Linked DNA regions of Gossypium arboreum: region 1 is linked to region 2. The links are chromatin contacts, called in public Hi-C maps. All regions are on one chromosome and are shown on one strand. The core of a region is the stretch at or near the end of the contact, and the rest is flanking DNA. Distances in the headings are between cores, read along the strand shown. Region 1 holds the start of LOC108486483 (anthranilate synthase beta subunit 1, chloroplastic-like). Region 2 holds the start of LOC108464911 (RNA demethylase ALKBH10B).

Region 1 (3,568 bases), core at 239-2,738, 200 kb before region 2:
CTACTGTCAACTCATCATTTCGATAAACCTCAAAATGACATCCAAGCCCTCCCACATACTACAAAATTATAGGTAAACTCTGAGGACATTCAACATGATGAAGAAACAACATTTCAAGTACTGGAAATTCTGTAATGTAAATTCTATTATTCATTTCGTAAGGTGATGATAAAAACGAACAGTAGACCTTCTTAAAAGGAGAAAGACAAGAATCAAGCAGGGACGGTCCCCACATTCGTGTGGTCAAATATAATTCTATTCCCTAATACTGTCTGTTTCTCAACATTTTTTCTTACCATAAAAAAAAGGGAAGATAAAGTCTTTTTTTTATTGCAATTGTGGCAATCTCTGACCAGATACTTTGCACTTGCTGTTGAGTACTGAATTTCATTGGTCAAGACCATCAAATTGGACCTCCATTATAAAGGATGCCGAATTCAAATCACCACAGCATAGGTAACTTTCAACACAACACATCATTTTTCTGGTTGATACCCACAAACCATATTTGCCTTCAATTGACAATTAGCCATAACGAAATTACAACGTTTCTATACCATATACATGCATGTATACATACAAACAAACATATATGATATATTATAAGGAAAAAAACATATCTAATAAAGTACTTTCTTCCTATTATAGTCAAGTTAATTGGGTTTCTTAACTTTAATAAAATTATCAAGTCTTCCCTATATTCTCACGCATAGTGAAAACTGGAAACGAGTAATTCTATATTGTTTTCGTAAAGATTTCTAGGCAATCAACAGCGTTTCAGAATCAAGGGAAACTCAGAGAAGACGAAAGATTAGACAGAGAGAAGGAAACAAATTTTTGAAGATGCAATTAAACCTGGCAAAGATTGTAGGTGAAACTATCATAATTGTCAATGACGATAATGGGATTCTTGCTGATTTTCTTGTTTTCCGGAATTGAAGATGTTGAATCCGATACAGCCGATGCGAATGAGAGTTTTCCCACAACCCCACTTCTCTTGATTGGCAAAAAGCAAACATCTGCAAAGCAAACCAGAAAAAGAACGTCCCTGTGATACTCTGTACGAGAGAGAGAGAGAGAGAGAGAGAGAGAGAGAGAGACTTGATGAAGGAGAGAGCTTGGAGAGGTGAGACAGAGACGGGTTTTGAAGGGATTTAGCAGAAAGTGAAGGTTTTGGATGAACCAGAGATAAGTGAGTAATAAAATTAGCCGCCATTTTTCTAGTAATGAGTGAAAGTATTAGAATGTGGGAAGGGCAGTTCAGGTTCACTGTTTCTCGGAGAATAAGACTGAGAATGATTCAAGTAGTGAGAATATTGTTTATATAGGAACATCTTTTCAATGTTCAGTGTTGAGATCCAGAAATGGAAACGTGTAGTGTAATTTGGACAACTCTTTTTAGGATGGTGAATTGTATCCTCTTCAATCGTTGTTTCTATGGATTATGGAAGGAAATCTGAATTCTTATTGGGAAATCTAAAATATGATTGGCATGGAGCCAGCCTGTTGCTACTTTTATTTATAGATTAAGGAATATTTTGTTAAAAATTTTGTTTATTTCTATTATTACAATCCGATCCTTACACAACAAAATAATATATATATATTGATTATTTTGTTAGTCAAACTAGTTTTTAATAATAAAAATAGATAATATTATTAATAAAACGATTAATTTATTTTTTAATCTAACCTATAGAAATTAATTTATCAATTTCTTCAATATAATTATTATAGGTATTTTAATAAATTAAATTATTATAAATATTTATAAATTTAATTTAAGTTTTTATATTTTCTTTAAATATATAATTCATACAGGATTTCACCCTTGTGATTTAATAATGATGAATATCAAATCCAACCAAACAAAATTGACTCAAAAATAAAATTTGTATATAGTGAAATAAATAGGTGTAAAATAAAAAGTAAAGGAAAAATAAAAATAAAATTGCTAAAATGAAAATCGTAATTAAAACTTGATCATTCAATATAATAAGAATATAGTTAAAGGCAAAATGCATTAGTTTGATTAATAACAAAATTTTCGATAATGACGTAAAATTTGTTCATTATTTTTCAAAAATATATTTATGATTTAATTTAAAATATAATAATTTATCAATAAAAGATTCATCTAACAAGCAACAAACATACAATTAAAGTCATTTAAATTATTTTATATATTTTTATAATATATTCACCATGTTATTTGTCATAAATACTAAAATAATTAAATAACTACTTAATTTAAAAATTTTAATTGCAAACTATCAAATATGTTATTTACATTTAATAAACATGAATATTTAGTAAGAAAGAATAAAAATCAATTTCTTTTTGATTAAAAAGAAAAGTTTAGTAACTCATAATAAAAGAAAAACAAAAATAAAAACTCCGAAATTTCACTCTCTTCTATTGAAACCTACAGGCAACTAAAACCCTAAAAGAAAAATAAATAAAATGGAATCATATTTGTTTCCCTCGAAGTAAAAAAAAAAAAGGATAATAATAACCAATTCTATATTTAATTTTCCTAATTAATCCTAACTAAAAACATATGCACAATTGAATTTATTAATATATTCCATATGGATTACTTGTGCACAAAGAATTAGTAGTGAGTAGAATGAGCTTGCGCCTCATGTTGTTTTCAACAAAATATCACATATATAATAATAGTAACAAATATGTCTAAATATTTTAATAATTAATTTCTAATTGTTCATGGGTAGATTAGAAAATATGGTTAATGTTCAAAAGTTATATATTAGGGTTATGGTCTCGAAATTACACATATGTAACTTTTTTAATATCCCATTTTAAAAAAAAAAGAGAGCCACCTCCTTTAAATTACTTGTGTGCTAATTTGGAAGATCAAAATCATAAAATCTGAAGATTTCAAGAAATCACTAGATTCAGATACGCTTCCGCGTCTTCTTTTGTTTTTGATTTATTATTAATGATTTGACATGATAGATCCTGGTTTGTTAAGTTTTATATTAGATCTTGTTTTGCGGTTCTAACAAGTAGCATCCGAGTCTTGTTGTGTCAAATAATTGAGAATGAGTTATTTTTTATTATATATGGATTAATTCATTCTTCATAAAAAAAAAATCAGTTTGAAATAAAAATTGCACAAGTTTTAGGGTTATATGGGGAAGCTTTTAAGTTTTAAAATTTTGAATATTTGTGTGATGTTAAAAATCAATGGATTGAGTTTGTTGACTTGAATCATAGGCGATTAGTCCTTCATATACATCAAAATGATTTTATTTGTTATTTTTCTTATTGCTTCAAAACCTTGTTGTCGATCAGTTCCACATTCGTGCAATATTTACTTTAATTTCAAGTGTTGATTGTTGCCTTTCTTCTGCCGTTGAATGTCTCCCCTTGCTGCTCTTTGCTATTGTTATGCTCTTAAATTGATGCTATCCTTAGTTTCGAATTATTGCTATCAAAGGTTGTTAATCACTTCGATCAGCGGCTGCCAATTACCTCAAGTGAGGTAACTAATTGATGTAGTAATTCATGGAATATTATGCTTATTCCAACATTCTGTATATAT
Region 2 (3,343 bases), core at 6-2,505:
CCAAATGGTGCCCTTGGCCAATTTAGGTCTCATAATAGGACAAAATAAGCATAAAATGCATGAAGAGCTTATTAAAGCTAAAGAACGAAAAATAAATGAAAACCATGAAAAAGACATTAAAATTACTTGAGAATAAACTCATTAAGAGTGCCGATGAGCCTAATTTGACATATCAAATTACAACAGATTAATCTTACACGTGGTGAAAGCGAATCCTAAAATTCGTGTGTTTGTTACTAATATCCGCAATAAATATGATTACATTATACCTTATTACAAAGCATGGGTTGCAAAACAGAAAGTAATAGCAAAAATACATAACGAATAGGATAAATCATATAATGATCTAGGACAATGGTTAAACATACTAAATCTATAAATCTCAACAACCATCATAAAAAATATTCCATAAGATCATGGTTTCATGGATGAATCTTTCCTCAAATTGTTTCCATTAAGTATCAATGTTGATTTTTTTTTACAAACATGCACCGAAAAAAATAAATTATCATTATTTTTGCTTTTTCTTTGAAACCTGGAAAATCCTGTGGAGATCATTTTCAAGACTTTTGATCAAACGTGTGAATTCTACAAATGTTCCACTTTATTTCTTCTCAATAATCCAATGATGGATTAGGGTTTTTTTTTAAACCATATCATTTTTGAAATGTTAGTAAAATAAGATGAATGTAATTTGTGTTGTTGAGGGATTATCCGAATTCGTTAACAACAAATTGTTTTTGGAACATTTATTTTTCATTTCATCAGTATATTCAACACTACTCTATTATATTAATTAATACATTAAATGGATGAATGGTTTTAGGGTTTAATTAATTTCTAAAAGAGTTTAGTGGTTGCCTCCACCCTTAAATCTAAAAATTAAATGAAAATATATACTTTGAATCACATGTTATGTCTTAATGATTAAGGGTATTTATTATATCAAATGTGATTTGAATTTGAATCAATTCAATTTTACTTTCTTCTTATAAATCAAAAAATTAAAATAAAAAATATTTTATATATAAAACATCAAAATAAATCTTTAACCATAAAATTTTAATATCCTTCAATTTGCGAATTATCAATAAAAAACAAAATATTGTGCATATGTGATTCAGCTTCAGTTTGGTGGCTTCTTCACACATTGTATACGTTCTTAAACCACTTTATTTAAATCTCAAAATATACATATAAATCTTTGAAAAATAAAAAAAGTTTGGACTCTATTTAAGCCCATCCACATGCGTAAGGAAGAAGCAATTTTTTTAGTTTTGTTTTTCCTTTTTCAACTTAAAATAATGAAAAAAAATCAAACCCTAGATGTGTTTTTATTTTAAAAAAATTGAGCATTGACACTCCCCATCTTCACGTCACACTTTTCTTTTACTGTAACTTCACACGCCCATCACACAACAAAAAAAGAGCATTGCAAAGACTTAGCTTCCAGATCTGACTAAACTAGACCACCATTTTCTCCTTAGTTTTTTTTCTCATTCTAAATATTTTATTAGATCCAATTGGAATCGAAGATTAAAACTCTATTGCTAAATTTTCTTTCACTCAATTCTATCTTATTTTAAATTAATTTTTAGTGTTGGTTGGATTTTGTGGGATTTGAATTAGTTAGATCTGAATTGGGGTATTTTAAATTTCTTTTTCCTCGATTGGTTAGGGAGTTTTTCTCAATGGCAATGCCATCGGGAAATGTAGTTTCATCTGATAAAATGCAGTTTGCTGCTCCTCCAGCTGCAGGAGCTGGCGGCGGCGGAGGTGGAGCTGCTGGAGGTGAGATCCACCAGCACCATCCTCGGCAATGGTTCCCCGATGAGCGTGATGGCTTCATCTATTGGTTGCGAGGGGAATTCGCCGCCGCCAATGCTATGATTGACTCTCTTTGTCAACATTTGCGTGAGGTTGGAGAAGTAGGGGAGTATGAAGCCGTGATTGCTTGCATTCAACAAAGGAGATCTAATTGGAACCCCGTGCTTCATATGCAGCAGTACTTTTCTGTTGCTGAGGTCTCCTACGCGCTTCAACAGGTCTCCTGGAGAAGGAGACAAAGGCCGTATGATCAAGGGAAACTTGGGGGAAAAGAGTACAAAAGATCTGGCTTTGGGTTTAAGGGGCATAGGTTAGAGGTGGCTAAAGAAATGCAGAATTCTGGCGTGGATAATGATGCGAATTTGACTGTTAACACAATTTCAGACAGAAACGATAGGAAGACTGAGAAATGTGATGACAATAAATCGTGTGGGGAGAATAAAGTTTCAGCAGTCTCGGAGGATATAAAAGGTAACTTTTGGTTTATGTTTCTTTCTTTATCTTTTTTATTTACGTTGTGTGAACATTAAAATTTTCAGTTAATGTTACCTTGTATTCTGTATCTTTTTATGTTTGGTTTTTGGTTTCTGATTGGGATGATTGAAAGTTGTATTTCTAAATGGGATTTTGGGTGTTGATTTTGCTGACTTATCAACTATTTCCTTGATTAAAAAGCTTGGTGTTGCCATATGCATGTTTCTTTCTTGGATTAGACATATTATCCCAAACAAGAAATTGTTTATTTAATGTTTAAAACGAGCTTTTTCTTATTTGGAAATTGCTATCAGGTTCTCTATTTCCCGCTTTGACCTTAATATGTATATACCTACCTAATTGAAAGTTGCACTATTTGTTTGCAAGTGGATTTATAAAGGCAGGTACTTTTTACATCTGAGAGTGGCATCGTGGGAGATGGGTGAAAACAAAATAAGAGGCATGCATTTAATAGCTAGTCTGTGCTCTGTTTTGTGTTTGTGTGTGTGTTTATTGAAATAATATATGCTTGTGGTAAATGATACTATGAAATGTATGGTTAGTAACTTAGTACTTGGATATAATAAGTTATTTCTATGTTCAATATAAACCAAAAATTAATTGAATGGCATAGGTTAAAAACCTCATCAACTCCTTGCTGTTCTAGAAAAAATCATACCTACACCCACTTGAGAGATGGGTGAAAGAAAAATAAGAGATGTGCATTTGATAACTATTCCGCGCTTTGTTGTTTTTCTTTCATATGGTTTATTATGGTAAATGATAATGTGATATGCATAATTAGTAACTTTGTACATGGATATAATAAGATATTTTTATGCCTAATATAAACCCGAAGTTAGAATAGGATAAATTAAAACCACATCAATCCTCTCTGTTCAAGAAAAATCAAACCTTACACCCACTTGACTTCACCCTCCAGGTAACACCTCTCCCTCCAATAGTGATCGACTATTTCCTAGTTGATATCCATGGCCAGCTCCCAAGAAAAGAACAACAGTTAGAAGAAAGGCCGGATTTG

The links. A called contact is a pair of places that touch in the nucleus more often than the background predicts.
Region 1: a Hi-C map of leaf shows a contact between it and region 2, with 3 times the contacts expected there. The contact joins the promoter of LOC108486483 here to the promoter of LOC108464911 in region 2. A contact is called at or near these places in 2 of 5 Hi-C or Micro-C datasets (both in leaf).

What each region holds. Positions count from the first base shown.
Region 1 is chr3:37,994,670-37,998,237 of ASM2569848v2, reverse strand. It overlaps LOC108486483 (anthranilate synthase beta subunit 1, chloroplastic-like), which reads right to left and starts at 1,488. Exons shown (of 6, transcript XM_053026170.1): 1 at 856-1,488. The coding sequence starts at 1,019.
Region 2 is chr3:37,798,013-37,801,355 of ASM2569848v2, reverse strand. LOC108464911 (RNA demethylase ALKBH10B) reads left to right here and starts at 1,255. Exons shown (of 8, transcript XM_017765196.2): 1 at 1,255-2,298. The coding sequence starts at 1,692.